Linked DNA regions of Mus musculus: regions 2 and 3 are each linked to region 1. The links are chromatin contacts, called in public HiChIP or PLAC-seq maps. All regions are on one chromosome and are shown on one strand. The core of a region is the stretch at or near the end of the contact, and the rest is flanking DNA. Distances in the headings are between cores, read along the strand shown.

The links. HiChIP or PLAC-seq counts read pairs in DNA pulled down with a chosen protein or histone mark.
Region 2: an H3K27ac HiChIP or PLAC-seq map of double positive thymocytes shows a contact between it and region 1, with 4 times the contacts expected there. The contact joins the promoter of Orai3 here to the promoter of Ypel3 in region 1. A contact is called at or near these places in 2 of 39 promoter capture datasets (both in embryonic stem cells), 1 of 484 Hi-C or Micro-C datasets (the CH12 cell line), 5 of 115 datasets of contacts at active chromatin or transcription factors (double positive thymocytes, embryonic forebrain, embryonic hindbrain and 2 more) and 2 of 9 other capture datasets (liver and macrophages).
Region 3: an HNF4G HiChIP or PLAC-seq map of pancreatic cancer cells shows a contact between it and region 1. The contact joins the promoter of 9130019O22Rik here to the promoter of Ypel3 in region 1. A contact is called at or near these places in 5 of 39 promoter capture datasets (fetal liver, hematopoietic stem and progenitor cells, hippocampal neurons and 2 more), 1 of 484 Hi-C or Micro-C datasets (embryonic stem cells), 2 of 115 datasets of contacts at active chromatin or transcription factors (embryonic stem cells and pancreatic cancer cells) and 2 of 9 other capture datasets (adipose tissue and liver).

What each region holds. Positions count from the first base shown.
Region 1 is chr7:126,774,417-126,779,412 of GRCm38.p6, reverse strand. Ypel3 (yippee like 3) reads right to left here and starts at 2,450. Exons shown (of 5, transcript NM_025347.3): 1 at 2,310-2,450; 2 at 1,460-1,642; 3 at 1,316-1,359; 4 at 999-1,107. The coding sequence starts at 1,576. Gdpd3 (glycerophosphodiester phosphodiesterase domain containing 3) reads right to left here. Exons shown (of 10, transcript NM_024228.2): 10 at 3,768-3,959. The coding sequence ends at 3,786.
Region 2 is chr7:127,767,798-127,772,793 of GRCm38.p6, reverse strand. Orai3 (ORAI calcium release-activated calcium modulator 3) reads right to left here and starts at 2,979. Exons shown (of 2, transcript NM_198424.3): 1 at 2,578-2,979. The coding sequence starts at 2,805. It overlaps Fbxl19 (F-box and leucine-rich repeat protein 19), which reads right to left. Exons shown (of 11, transcript NM_172748.2): 11 at 3,866-4,996. The coding sequence ends at 4,864.
Region 3 is chr7:127,384,601-127,389,596 of GRCm38.p6, reverse strand. 9130019O22Rik (RIKEN cDNA 9130019O22 gene) reads left to right here and starts at 2,431. Exons shown (of 3, transcript NM_030226.3): 1 at 2,431-2,823; 2 at 2,964-3,077; 3 at 3,967-4,996. The coding sequence starts at 2,640. It also overlaps a transcript of Zfp764 not described here.

The DNA.
Region 1 (4,996 bases), core at 1,201-3,700:
TAGACCAGGTTGGCCTTGAACTCAGAAATCCGCCTGCCTCTGCCTCCCAAGTGCTGGGATTAAAGGCGTGTGCCACCACGCCCGGTTCTGCTTGGTCTTATAGACATTTGAAGGATTTTGTTGTACTTTGAGACAGGGTCTACATAGCCCTGGGTGTCCTGGAGCTCACTAGGCTGGCCTAGAACTCAGACATCATCTGCCTCTGCTTCCTCAGTGCTGAGATTAAAGGCGTGCGCCACCACACACTGCTGACATTTGAGTTTTTAACCTCTGGTCTAGGCTACATTTTAGGATTTCAGAGGGGCCAAGCCACCTGTGCAAAGACACACAGGAAATCTGTGGCAGGGTCAGAGGTAAAGTAAGATTAGGACTGTCTTTGCAATGGGGCATCCAGCTTCTAGAAACATGCCAAGTGCCCAATTCCCTATGCTATCCTCAAGTGTATAAGGAATAACTTTGTTACGTGTAATCTGACTCTCACAATGATATTCTGTGCCAGGTAGTGGCTTTATGCTCCCATGCCAGGTAAGGAAATGAGACTTGAGGTTGTGAAATCAGATGCTAGACAGCATCAGAAGTGACAGGAGCTATGCAGAGATCTGGGGACCTAGTTTCCACATTGCTACAGAGTCTTAGTTGTGTGATCTTGGGCAAATGTCCTAGCATCTTCAGACCTCCTTGTCTTCTGGAACAGACTCTGCCACCAGAATAGCTGTAATGATCGAGAGACTATGTGCCATGTGTTCACATGCATGGCAGATAAGCAATTGATAAATGGTGATTCTACATGATGCTAATCATCTAGGACAGGGGTGCAAATCCTTCGAGGGAAGAGAACACCCTCAAAGCCCTGCAATGGACAAACGCCAGTCACTGGGGAAAGAAAGCCAGTTTGTGCTGGGCCACTGGTACTCTGAAAGGCAAAGGCAGATACTTTTAAGGAAGAAGGGATGAGGTTAGGTCAAAGGCCAGCCTAGGGTCAGAGATCTCAAACTCACATATTTCCAGCCCAAAGTGGTCTTGCAGTTCTCACAGTGGATGTCAGCGACAGCATGAAGACCTGTCAGCAGCACCCGCTCTTCTGCTGGCCCGCAGCCCACATTCACTCTGTGGGGACAAAGGGTAGTCCCAGGGAGGGTCTCAGCAGCCCAGAGCCACCCTCTAGCTAGTATGTTAAGTGTCTGGTCTTAGCCTCTAAGAGGAGCCTGATCATGGCTTCCTGTCAGAAACAAGGGACTCTGGGAATATCAGCATACCAGGGAGTCACAGGTCACAACAGAGGTCAGGAAAAGAAAGGAAGGAGATGAATACTCACACAGAGTTGAAGAGGTAGGCACGTCCCTGACTGCCCTGGAAGGACTGGAGGGTAGTGGGGAGACGAGAGGAGGGGGTTAGGGCTATTGGTGGGGAGTTGCCAGGCAGCCCATTGCCATTCTAGACTAAAATGTGACCTGCTTACCTTGGAGATGAGGTCGTCGTGGTTGGCCAGGTGAGCACGGCAGTGGGCACAGCTATACCTCCGGTGACAGTCATCCAAGTAGGCCTGAAACGTCTTGGGCTTTGAAATCCGCACCATGGCGGGGGCCAAGGGCAGTGGCCCCACGCGGGGAGCGGCCCACGGGGAGCAGAGGGAGCCCAGTGCCTGCCAGGAAGGAGAGGTGGACGATCAGGACTAAGGCCACACACATGTAGACAAGCCCAGAACTATGGGGACTCTGTCACACTTGGCTGCTCTCTCCTTTCCCTAGAGCCAGCAGTCTCACCAGGGACCAGAGTCATCTCAGTTTTGACTCACTGAGGAGGCCTCAGGTTGCATCAGCGGGTAAACTGAGGCTAGGAGGAGCTCTAGGTGAGTCACCCACCAGCTTCTGGCCTCACCCCTGCTGAGCTGGCATCTGAACTGGCATCTGAAACGTGAAGAAGGGGCTTCAGAGTGGATGGGCTGCCAGTTTTCAGTTTTGAGGAATGGGGGGGGGGGGCAGAAACTGACTGGTCCTTGGGACCCTAGTTGGACTAGTGATAGGGCAAATGTGGGGTATATGGAGTTCGCTTGGGGAAAGGGTCTCTCACCTGGAGGAGGCAGGCCTCCCCAAAGGAAGAGGGTCCCCTAGAGAGAGGAGGGGTTTTTACCTGCAGGCGCTGAGCCTCATCTCCGCCGAGGGGAATCTTACCTGCATCGCCAAGCCTTACCTGAGACCCCGGGGCTCACCTGGGGCGAGGGGATGGGGGCGTGCGCGGGGGAAGGGGCAGTCCTCGCTTGCGGGGCGGGGGCGCGGGGCAACGCGCAGAGACGTCGGTCCAGGCCTCACCTCGCCTGGGCGCGTGGAGGGCCCGGTCCGCGGGGTGGCCTGGCCTGGGAGTGGGGGGCGCTCCTGATGGGCGCCGTCCCCCCCGGCCCGGTTCACAGCCGCCTCGACTTGTTTACACCGAGACCAGCTGCTGCCGCGGCTGCGGCGGGAGGGGGAGGGGGCCGGCCTCCTGTCCCGGCGGCCTTCGTGGCCAATCGGAGCGCCTCATGCAAATGAGGGGGCGCGTCATACGGCGGCCAGCGCAGGCTGGGCTGCCCTTCCCCCTGCTCCGGGCTCCCGCTAGCCGTCTCGCCCGGAAATGCGGCTACGACTTGCAGCCTAACCCAGAGGCTAACCCGGGCGTGATTGCACCTCTGCTGCTCTGCTATCTCGGGTGCTCAGAGACAAGGATCCTAACCCGGCATGGGGCTAATAAGAGCGTGTTATCTGTATGCAAACCCCTGGGAAATAGTCGTAATTGTCTTCGTTTATCCACAGACCACTGTCTCCATTTGACCAGTTTCCTGAGGCTTGGAGAAGAGATCCTCTCCAGAGATTATCCAGATGGTAAGAGTCAAAGTTGGAATTCACACTTTTCCCAAGCACGTGGAACAGATTGTTAGAAGGGAACTAAAGGTGTCCTTCTATTAGACTCCCAGGAACCAACGCTTTAAAAATCTCTACTGCTGAGCATCATCTGCTCCAGGCATTCTCTGGTATGCCTGACCTCGAGGTTTCTGTAGGTCTGACCCCAGTGAAAATGTCTGTTTAATCGTGTGTCTGGTATACTTAGACTTGTGTTCACTGCAGAGTCCCAGGAACCAGGCAGGCTTGAAAAGTGCTGCACTGGGAATATTTATTAAATGAACTCCAATGTTGGAGATCAGAAAGTGGACAGCAGGTACTGTGGGAGAGCCTGCGAGCTAATCCATGCCTGCCTGCTGCAGTACAGCTCAGCACATAAGGTGCCCAACATCAGTAACATGAGGAAATTCCGTCCCTTGCATATGCCTGGGTCTCTTAATGGTTTCAGGACAACCACTCATCTCTGAATCTCTAGAGTCTAGGTCCAGGACGCTTGGGCTAGCATGCTTTAGAGTGGAGGCCAAGCTGGCACAGGGTGTGGTGCCACTCTGCTGGGTCTGGAATGTAGTGGAACAAGTGGGCCAGCCTACTGACACCCCCAGGCTTTTATTTGCAGGGGTGTCAGTGGGCAGAGTCTCACTTTGTAGCCCTGGCATTATAACTCACAGAAATCCACCTGCCTCTGCCTTCCAAGTACTGAGGTTAAAGCCTAGGCCTAGCTCACCACAGGCTTTCTTGATCTCTCCTAAGATGCTATGTGCACTTGCTTGCAGTAAACTCTGAGCTGCATTCATGGTATGCAAGCCTTCTACCACCAACTTCCATCCCCAGCCGCTAATGCCATCTTTTTAGCCTCCCGAATCGACCCTCCAACCCCTTGTTCCATGAACTATGTTACTGACAAGAAAATATTTATTTTTTAAGAGAAAGACAGGACAGGGCCTCAGGCTGAGGAGGCTGGGTCTCTTCTTCCTGCTTGTCCAGGTAGTGTCTCAGGGCTGTGGGGTAATCGGTCATGACGCCATTGGCTCCCAAGCTGAAGGCCACTTCAAAATCCGATTCTTCATTAAGGCACCAAAATAGCACCTGAACAGAGGAAGAAAACAAGTTAGTTTCCAAACACCAACCCCAAGCTTCCTTTCGCGTCCAGGAGGTGGCAGCCCCTCCTTCTGCACAGACCTCCCAGAACCGGGTGTCCTGGAGCTGATGGTTATCTTTTTTAGAAATTTCCAAATTGGTTATTAAACACAGCTCCTGTCAAAACTTAGGTATAGGATCTTGGAGCCAAGTGTGGCCATGCATGTTTGTAACTCTGCACTTGGGAGGCCATCTGGGCTACACAGAGTAGCAGCCCGCTGGGGTTAGCTAGTAAGCCTCTGCCTCAAAAACAAATACATAAACCATGTAATTACATGAACTTGCAGTTGAACAGTCTCAGAACTCAGGATGCAGAGGTAGGTGGATCTCTGCAAGTTTTAGGCCAGGTCTATATAGTAAGTTTTAGGCCAGCCAGAGTTGACAGTGAAACATTGTCTCAAAACAAACAAGGAATTCAATAAAAACAAAAGTAAAGCTCTTAGTGTGGTGGTACAATGTTTGTTTTTATAGCACCGAGATAGAAGGGAAAGGAATGCAAAGATACCTTGTGTTACACAGGGAGTTCAAGGGCCAGCCTGGGCTGTATGAGACCTGTGACAAACAATCCAAGAGCTGGGGCTGTTGCTCAATGGTTTAACCCTGGCCTCTTATGTGCAAAGCCCTGGGTTTGATTCCCAGTACTACAAAACAAATCAAACACAAACACACACAGGGGCCAGTGACATGACTCAGCAGGTAAAGTCACCTGAGGAGCTGCGCTAGATCCCCAGGAACCACAGGATGGAAGGAGAGGACTGAGTCCTGCAACCACACCCTGTGACCTCGACAGGAAGTGTGGGGTGTGCCCCCCCCAATACATGTAATATATGTTTTAAGTTAGATACTGAAAAGCCCATCACTGATTATTTTATAATTTATGGTCTCCTTTCCCTTCCCTCTCCTCCCCTCTCTTCTCCTACTCTCTCTTCTCTTCTCTTGTTAGGGTCTCATGTAACCAAGTTGGCCTCAGACTCTTGGACCTTGGA
Region 2 (4,996 bases), core at 1,730-4,229, 990 kb before region 1:
AAAAGTCACTATAGACCCAAAGCAAGCAAAAATCTTGAGCTGTTTGGGTCTGTTCTCAGTTCTACAATTTGTAGTTTCCTCACAACAGCCTACTAGTCCAGACTTGCCTCAAATTCACTACCCCCCTACTTCAATGTCCTGAGTAGGGTTACAGTCCTATGACCTTGAACAACTGTGTAATCTCTGAGCAAGTGCCTCCCTCAGTTTCCTACCTGAAAAATGGGGACAATAGTCTCAGTGAGAAAGTTAATGCTAAACATTAAATTCTATGACTAGAGCCAGGCACAGACTGTTAGAGTTGATGCTAATGTCTAAGGCACAAAGAGAGAAAACCCAGAAGGTAGTAACTGCCATCTCTTAAACTCCAATAAGCTTCACGTTTCCAGATCAATCTAAAAAGCTTGTCATATCTGGTCACACCGGGGCTGCATTCAATGTGCCAACTATGCAGGATGAATCATGGCTGCTCATGTTTGACAGGTCAGGGAGTCTACCGTGACTCCACCCAGCTAGCCTGAACTTTGCAAACATTTGTGTTGATGGACAAGTTTGGGCTTTAAAGCCAGGCTGCTGAAGTCAAAAATCCTGTCACTAGCTCACTGTGCAGTCTAACATGCCTTTTCTTATATGAACAACTGCCACTATACCAGGTACTGAACATTGAATGTTTGTTGAGATAGGACTTCATGAAGCCCAGGCTAGCCTTGACTCTCTGTATAGCCAAGAACAACCTTGTTTGTTCTTTTTTATTACCTCAAGTGCTGGGATTATAGGTGTGCTATACGCTATACCATGTTTGTTGTTGTTTAAATGGAAATTGAACCTAGGATTTCCTGAATGGTAGGCAAATACTCTACCAACTAGAACTAGGCTAGATTCACAGCCTGTGAATATGATTTGTATGTTTTAACTTCAGGCCACCTGGGTTTAGGAAGATATCTCCCATTTCTGTTTGTTGGTTTTTGGAGACAGGGTTTCTCTGTGTAGCCCTGGCTGTCCTGGAACTCACTCTGTAGACCAGGCTGGCCTCGAACTCAGAAACCCGCCTGCCTCTGCCTCCTGAGTGCTGGGATTAGAGGCGTGCGCCACCACGCCCGGCCCATTTCTTACAGATCCCGAGATTACTGTGGTGCAGGGATACAGTGGTACTTACAAAAATAAAACTGAGTATTTTGGGGAATTGGGCCACCGCAGATAGTAGGCAGGTGTGTTCACAAACAGGGATCTGGGCCAGGCTTAATTCTGGTGTCTCCCAGGGTCCAACCCAGGGTTCTTTGTCAGGACTGGGGGCGGTCCTAGAACCTACACATTCAGCCTACTGCTCCTCAGAGAAAGCCCTCTCACACTGACACCACAACGATCTGCTCTGCAACTTCTGCTGCACACTGTACTGTTCCTTTAGAAGCAGGCGGAGCCACGTGGTTCAAACACAAGCTGCTGTGCCCTTCTTTCTGTGGTGCTGATTCCTTTCAGTCAAATGTCCTCAGGAACTATGGGGCTGTTTGGGGGAAATCTGGGCCCCTTACAAGCAACAGAGCAAGAGCAACCTTTAAGATTACAGATTCTTTCGTCCTGATATTGAGGTTGCAGAAAAAAGGGAGGTATTGACCTAAGTTACTTTTATATGCCCTCACCTTAGCTCCCTCCAAGGCCTATTTACACAAGGGTACATTATGAAGGGTGCCCTCCCCCCAAGTGTGAAGAAAACTGAAACTAGCAGAGCTTCACTCCACACCCATACCCTGCGGAGCATCCTTGTCTAAACAGCAGCTTCCATGTAGTCTAGATAGCACACTGTTCTAGAAGAGCCTCCTTTGCTAAGCGGAGCTTGTTCTAACACACCTAGTTCTAGGGGGTCTCCATAAGAATCCCACATCCTCCTGGACAAAAGCTTGGCAGACCACAGAGACAGCACCTTCTATGATGTCACAACTTCCTAAAGATGGCAACTGGAGTGGATGTCGACTTGGGGCCGCACAGCTGGCCCTAAGTAGGGAGGAACCAGGACACATCTGCAGGCCACACTCTGGAATCTTCAGTTCCACTTCCCGGGGCCACTGCTGGGACCGTTAGCTGACATTATCCTCCCACACCTGCAGTTTATCAGACTTATCTGCTAGCTCCCTGATCAGCTTCCTTCCCCAGCAGCTTCCTCATGGTTTCTTAGTTTTCCCGGCAATTCTCTGTGCCTTCTGAGAGGTGGGCCCTTCAGTCAAATGACTCTCACATACACTATCCCCCTTCCCCGATCTGGTTGATATAGGCTCTCATTCAGCTTTGACTGCCTTTCAACTCTCGAGGACTTGGTAACTAAGCCACTTCAGACTTTCCCCCCACCAGTCTGCATCTGCTGACCTCTTTACTCCCTTCTTCCACGGCATTTCTGGGACCGATCTTCAGTCTGTTTATATTCCTAGAGCTGTGCCCGACATAAAGGGTTTTTCCAGTCCCTTGGGACTTAGCTCCTTCTTTTATCCTAAAGAAACCCTTTTATTCAGTCCAGTACTGGGGACCCATTTTCTTGACTTCTCCCACCACGTGCTTTACCCACCCCGTGTACCCCCTCCCACCCCTCACCATGGCGAAGCCCGACAGCAGAGCAGATGTGCGGCTGGAGGCTTTGAGCTTAGCCCGGCTGAGGTAGAGGCGGCGCCAGCTGAGCGCCCGCAGAGAGTGCTGACTGGCCCCCATAAGGTCCAGGTAGCCGCGGTGCACGAACTCCCGGTACGTGGCTGAGCCCGCGGGGCTGTCCACCTCCGGGTTCAGCGGGGCCTGTTCGCCCGTGTCCCCCTCGCCGCCCTTCATCCTGAGAGCAGTTACACCACAAGCGCAGATGGTCAAGGAGGGGCCGAGGCGCCTTGTATCCCCAAGAAGGGACGGCCCAAGCGCGGGTGGGACCCCATCCTGGGTGGCAAGGCAGACCCAGCGGGAACAGTTACGGACGCGTCTAGAAGGCCCAGGGGCCGAAACAGGAACTGGGGCAGGGGCGGAGCCCGGTGACCACATGATTGGGTGGAGCCGTGAGACGAACCCCTGCAGTCTGCCCACGGGCAGAGATCTCAAGGGACCCTCTAACCCAGGCCACGACGTGAATGCTCAGCCTCAGCTTTTGCTGGGACTTTGCTGGCCTCAGACCACCCAGTGTATGTACCTGGACATTCACAGGTGTCCAGACTTCCACACTCCTCTTTGAGCAGTCATCTCAGGAAAATTAAGCCCATTTTCCTCCCAGAGACCAAAGGAGCCCCTTCCACCATCCCTACCCACCACTCAGACTCGACACCGCAGACAGACACAAAAAGTCAGCGGCCCCGGCTAGATTCTGAGTTTTATAGCAAACCTTATTGTACAGACTTGTGGGGTTAGGGGTCCAGCCCGGCTGGGTGCCCCACTTGTCCCTCGCCGGGGTGCCTCCTCCCCTCCCGCAAGCGGCCCCACCGTCAAGCCTTTCTCCAACCCCAGGCCCCCCCTCCTGCCTTTGGTCCGCCCAGCCCCCGCCCCCAACCCGCGCACCTTCCTGTTACCTGAGGTATGTGGATAGATTCCCCTCCCCCCACCCCCATGTAGTACAATCCAGTTCCCCCTGGCCTAAGTTGAGTGGGACCTAGACCTGACTCCTCCCTCAGGCTCTTGAGACCCCACCCCCACACTGGAAGAAGGAAAGGGGTGGGAAGAGGGGAGGTGCCAAGAGTCTGTTACTAAGTTCCCACAGCAACTAAGAGGGACCGTTTCCAGTCTTAGCACTGATTTCCGGAGGTGTCCATTGGCTGCTATTTCCATGGCAACCAGGAGTGGCAGTTCCCTGGGCAAATGGGACACGAGTTTCCATGACGATGAAAGAATGGGAAGAGCCAAACTGGAGGAGTCCCATCTTGCCCATCTTTAAGCTGACATTTCCCCACCCCAACTCAAGTGAAGGGTGGAGCTGTTCAAGACAGTAATGCAAGAGAGCTAGGGGTGGGACAGTCCAAACTGGGTACCCATAGCCCAGTCTCGGTCAAGCTGGTCCCCTCACATCACACTCCCCCAAGTCCGAGATTCCCCCGGTTCAAGTAACACTTCAGTACAGATGAATGTTCAAGTATTGTGTAGAGAGCCAGGCAGGGGTCTGGGCTACCCCTCACCACTCCCCTGGGCCACCGAGCTTAACAGCAGGTAGACCCGCGGCCCCTACTCCTTGCAATAGCTGCCATTTTCAGTGACGTTCAAGGAGTCAAGGTCGGGGAAAACTGAAATCTGGGTAGAGGGAAGGGGAGAGAGGCAACCCTACGCAGAGGGTACTATCCCCACATCTGCTCCTCTCCCAGCCCCCAGTCCTGGCATTACCTGGCTTGTAGCGCCCCCTGTCTTGACACTCGGATCCCCAATTGCTCCTCTGTTTTCCCTTTTTGGCCCCCCATCCCACCCAACTGGTCTTTGTTCCCTGAACCCTTGTTGGTCTGATTTCTGCCCTCCCCACACCCATCCATCGCCTCCCCCAGCCCCCAGTATCCTGTGTACAAGATACCATGTCACCTCATTTTCCCTACTCCAGACTTGCACCTTCACCGCCCCTCCCTCCCACCATCCCTTTGGCTCAGCACCTCCCCAGTACCTCTTGACCCACTCCCCAGAGGGGATGGACAATGAAGCAGGTGAAAGGGAGAGATGGGAAGCAAAGACCCCCAGAGATATCAGTGCAGGTGGGAGAGAGGGAAGGCTGGCTCAAGTCCCTGGGCAGGAATCCCAAGTCATTAAACTGAGGAGTGCCAAGTCATGAAGAAAATAACCTGGCCTCCCAACAGGGGGTGAAATGAAGGCAAGAGGTCCAGGTTCTCTGGCTGAGTCCTGGGGAAGGGAAGGGAAGGGGGCATCGGCACCCAACTAGCTGTCCTTGAGAAGCAGTTTCTCTTCTGGGCAGCGAAAGGGGCCAGGGGGCCCAGCAGCCGCCAACCGGGCACAAGCTTCAGGTGAGAGCTGGCGGCAGGAGCGTAGGTCCAGGCGGCGAAGACGTGGG
Region 3 (4,996 bases), core at 1,182-3,681, 610 kb before region 1:
AGCTTGAAGAATACTCCAAGTCAGGAGGAGGCTCCTGGGGCAGATATCTGACCCTACCCCAAGTGGGAAGTGGGCTGTGCTCACCCTGCCCTCCCACCCATCTCTATGTCTGCCTGCTAGTCAGGTTTTACATTTCCGTAGTCTTTTAAATGTAATATATTCATTCTCCTAGACAGAAGGAAAAATCCCTTCTTGTTCCTTCTGCTCCAGGAAAGCTTTTGTTTTATCCAACTTCATCTTAAAGACTGTTCATGTTGTTATCAATTCTATCTCTTTTATAAACTCATAAGCTACAGGAAACCCAATCAGATCTACCTCTCCTGGACCAAGTAGACACCATCCAGATAAGTACACCTGCCAAATCAATGGCCTACGTCCTCATTTACTACCTGTCTTAGTCAGGGTTTCTATTCCTGCACAACACATCATGCCCAAGAAGCAAGTGGGTGAGGAAAGGGTTGATTCAGCTTATACTTCCAAACTGCTGTTCATCACCAAAGGAAATCAGGACAGGAGCTCACACATGGAAGGAACTTGGAGGCAGGAGCTGATATAGAAGCCTTGGAGGGGTGCTGCTTACTGGCTTGCTCAGCTTGCTTTCTTACAGAACCCAGATCTATCAGCCCAGGGATGGCACCGCCAACAATGGGCTTACCATGTTGGATCTCGTGGAGGCATTTCCTCAAGAAATTTCCTAAGAAAAGATGTTTCTCTGCCAAATTTATTTAACTTTCATCTCTACTTGTTGTGTGTGAGTGTGAGTGTGTGTGTGTGTGTGTGTGTGTGTGTGTGTGTGTGTTTCAGCATCTTGTCAAGTCCAGCCATTTACTACATCTAGGACAGCTCCAGAGAAGCAACCCACCAGTGCTCCCATATTCTTTCACAGGCACAGATGCACCTATTGGACCTGCTCCTTCCTCTCTCTCCATAGATGGTTCTACAGACCCTGGACAGCAAGGAAACAGCCAACTCTGCTAAGACTGGACCGACTTCCCCATACTCATTTTCTTAGGGTTCCCAGACACATGTCACCCCAAAGTCAGCAGGAAGTAGTCAGACATCATGATAGTCAGACATCATGACAACCCTACTCCTGCTTCACCATCACCACTTTGAAATTTTCCCTTTTTAAAATTAAACCAAAATGTGGGAATGTTAACATTTCTTCTAGGCTCTGCCCCAGTTTCCTGCCAACAGCCATGACTCATTATAAAAGGGTCTGCTTGCTCCCTCCTTTTGCTCTCTTGCTCTCTAATCCTCTTCTGCTCTGTCCCTTCTCTCCCCATTCCCCTCCCCCCTTCTATATGTGTTCTACTCCTTCTCTCTGTCTCTCTCTCTTTCTCTCTCAATCCCTCTATCCTTCCCCCTTCTCTCCCTCTCTCTCTGTCTCCCTGCCTCTGTCTCTATTAAGCAGTCAACTCTCCTCCCCATGCCTTAAATGAACTCTGTTCTATACTGTACCATCGTGAGCTGGTCCCTCTGGAGGAATGGATGCCTGAGCATGAGCTCACAGAGGTACCCCATTCACCTACCCCACACTGTGCCTCCACCAACATATCCCTGGTTTCTTTGTCTTTTTTTATAAAGTACAAACAGCTCTGAATGATGACAAATAGGATAATATCCCTTTTGTAAGTAGGTATTTTTATATTAAAATAACAATGAGTCAGACTTAAAACCTGACTCTGAGTTGGACCTCATTCTTCCAGGGACTCTCACAAATGGCCCAGATATCTTAACTCCCTCCTATGAGTGAGGCAGAGAAATCCAGATGGGCAGGTGTACATCTAACCTTTTAGAAGATTAGATGGTCTGGAATGTCCCAGGTGTCCTGGCTGATCAAAGATCAGCTCTGTGATCTCTGATCTGTATCAGGAGCAGTCAGTATTCCTCAACTAGTTTGAGATTTGTAGACTAAGCTGGTGGAACCACCCCAACTGGAGGCCTGCTTCATTTAATAGCTTATTAACAGGGCTGGAGAGATGGCTCAGCAGCTAAGAGCACAGACTGCTCATCCTAAAGGTTCTGAGTTCAAATCCCAGCAACCACACGATGCCTCACAACCATCTCCTGGTGTGTCTGAAGACAGCTACAGTACTCGTTGAAATTAAAAAAAAAAAAAAAAAGCTTATTAACAGGCCTCCCTCCACAGGCTTGCTTCTAGCTCCAAGATGAACACTGACCACAAATAAAATACTAAACATCTATTCACAGGCCGCTTCCACCTAGGTGACCTTGAGAGGGCTGTGGGTCTTCTGAACCCTAAAACCCTCAACTGCATGTGGTCCTCACAGGCAGGGTGTCTCACGTGGGCCTGTCAGCCTGGAACTTGTTCTTAGACTGGCATTTGTAGACTCTGTGGCCATTTTTGATGAGGGCATGAAGACATTGGTGCAGGAAGTCACGTGGTGCAACCCTGGGCAGGACCCTGAGACGCCGCGCCCAAGTCCACACTTTTAAGCGGTCTTCAGGAAATCTCCACTGTGCTCCTATCAGTTTTCAATTTTCACCTACATTAAGGTGCACACAGACCTGGTTCCTGTCCCTTTTCAGCCCTGGTACCCGACCACGGACACCTTGGACTGGGCAGGCAATCCCAGGCGTGCGAGACTGACCCAGGGTCTGTGAGGGGAGTCCCCATGGCGCAGCGGATTGCACTGGACGAGGCCTCGGTACCGCCTGTGTTCTGTAAACCCTGGGCTGTGAACTTCGCGGACGTGGCCGTGTACTTCTCCCCGGAGGAGTGGAGGTATCTGCGGCCGGCGCAGAGAGCCCTGTACCGAGAGGTGATGCGCGAGACCTACGGTCTCCTGGCCTATCTCGGTGAGAACCTTCCTGGCCGCCGTGGTCGCGATGCCTGTGACACCGTGGGTCCTGCGTGGCAGCAGAGAGCCCTGGGCCCGGGCGGTCAGAACCAACTGGGTCGTCCTCCTGACTAGTGGGTTTGCTATCTTTCCCTACAGACGTCGGATGCGCCAAACCAGCACTCATCTGCTGGGTGGAGGAAGAGTCCGAAGTGTGGGGACCCTGTGCCCAGGATCCAGAGGTGGCCATGTGCAGGACAGAAGTTCACTCAGGTGAAGGACTGGGTACTTGCTTGGGGAAACTTCTGTGTTGCCAGCCTGTGTGGTGTCTTCTAGTGACTGCACTTACTGCCTGGCAGTTTCTTCTTATTTTGCTGTTTCCTGGCCAAAGCCATGATGGCTGGCCCCTGGATTCATCTAGACAGGGGCTGTGATTGTTCTGTCCAGTGCTCTCACCTCGTATATACAGGGCCACTAGGCTGTACGGGTTGTAGCCCCTCGTTCCCACTCCTCTGCTGCCATCACTGTGGCTGCCTTCTGGAGTCTCCTTCAGCTCTTGCTTTCCACCTCTGAGAAGTGCTTAGCTCACTGCACTTCGGAAAGGGCACCACACAGACCTCTTCTCTTCTCTTCTCTTCTCTTCTCTTCTCTTCTCTTCTCTTCTCTTCTTTTTTCTTTTTTTTTTTTGTTTGTTTATTTGTTTGTTTGTTTTGATTTTAGAGACAGGGTTTCTCTGTGTAGCTCTGGCTGTCCTGGAACTCACTCTGTAGACCAGGCTGACCTCGAACTCAGAAATCCACCTGCCTCTGCCTCCCAAGTGCTGGGATTAAAGGCGTGTGCCACCATGCCCAGCTTCATTTCTTTTTTGGAGAGGGTTTCTCTGTGTAGTCTTGGCTGTCCTGGAACTCACTCTGTAGACCACGCTGGCCTCGAACTCAGAAATCTGCCTGCTTCTGCCTCCTAAGTGCTGGGATTAAAGGTGTGCACCACCAAGCCAGGCCACAGACCCCTTTCTTTATGCTGCATCTGGACATCTGCCCACTGCACATGCTCAGATGCTGTGGCCTCTCCACTCCTGTGTCCAGTCTGGCCCCATGTGGGGCTGTGGAAATTAAGGGGCAGTAGAAGTCAGAGTCTGAGCTTTGTCATGGTCTCCCAGCAGATTGCAGGCACGAGAAGGAAAGGAAGAGACCAAGGGAAGAGACTGAAGCAATGCAGAAGACATTTTCTCCAGAACCTGGGCAGAAGGAGCCACAACTCTCATTTGCTGTCTCCCCTAGTGGTGTTCAAGCCACGGTCCTAAGGGCAGACAAGTGTCACGACTGCAATTTGTGTGGGAAGAGTTTTGCCCGGCGGTCCACGTTGGAGGCACACATGTACACTCACACAGGTGAAAAGCCGTTTCAGTGCCCAGACTGCAACAAACGATTTGGCCGGTATTCTTCCCTGAGCACTCACCGAGCCATACACCGAGGGGAACGACCGCATCAGTGTCCTGACTGTGGGAAGAGTTTTACCCAGCGGTCCAAACTGGTGGCACACATGTACACTCACACAGGTGAAAAGCCGTTTCAGTGCCCAGACTGCAACAAACGCTTCAGCCGGCCTTCTTCCCTGAGCACTCACCGAGCCATACACCGAGGGGAACGGCTGCATCAGTGTCCTGACTGTGGGAAGAGTTTTACCCAGCGGTGCACTTTGGTGGCACACATGTACTCTCACACAGGTGAAAAGCCGTTTCAGTGCCCAGACTGCAACAAACGCTTCGGCCGGTATTCTTCCCTGAGCTCGCACCGAGCCATACACCGAGGGGAACGGCCACACCAGTGTCCTGACTGTGGGAAGGGTTTTACCCAGCGGTGCACATTGGTGGATCACATGTACTCTCACACAGGCGAAAAGTCATTCAATTGCCCTGATTGCTGCAAGTCCTTTGGTCGGCCATCTTCCCTGAGCAGGCACCGGGCCATACACCGAATGGAGCAGCCTCATCGCTGCTCTCACTGTGGCAGGACTTTCACACGGCGCTCTTCACTCACCAGCCATCTCCGTGTCCACACTGGGGAGAAGCCTTACTGTTGTGCTGATTGTGGACGCTGCTTCAGCCAGAGATCTGCGTTCCGTGAGCACCAGCGAGTGGTACACAGCGGTGTGACCCCCTTTTCTTGCACTCACTGTGGCAGTGCCTTTGC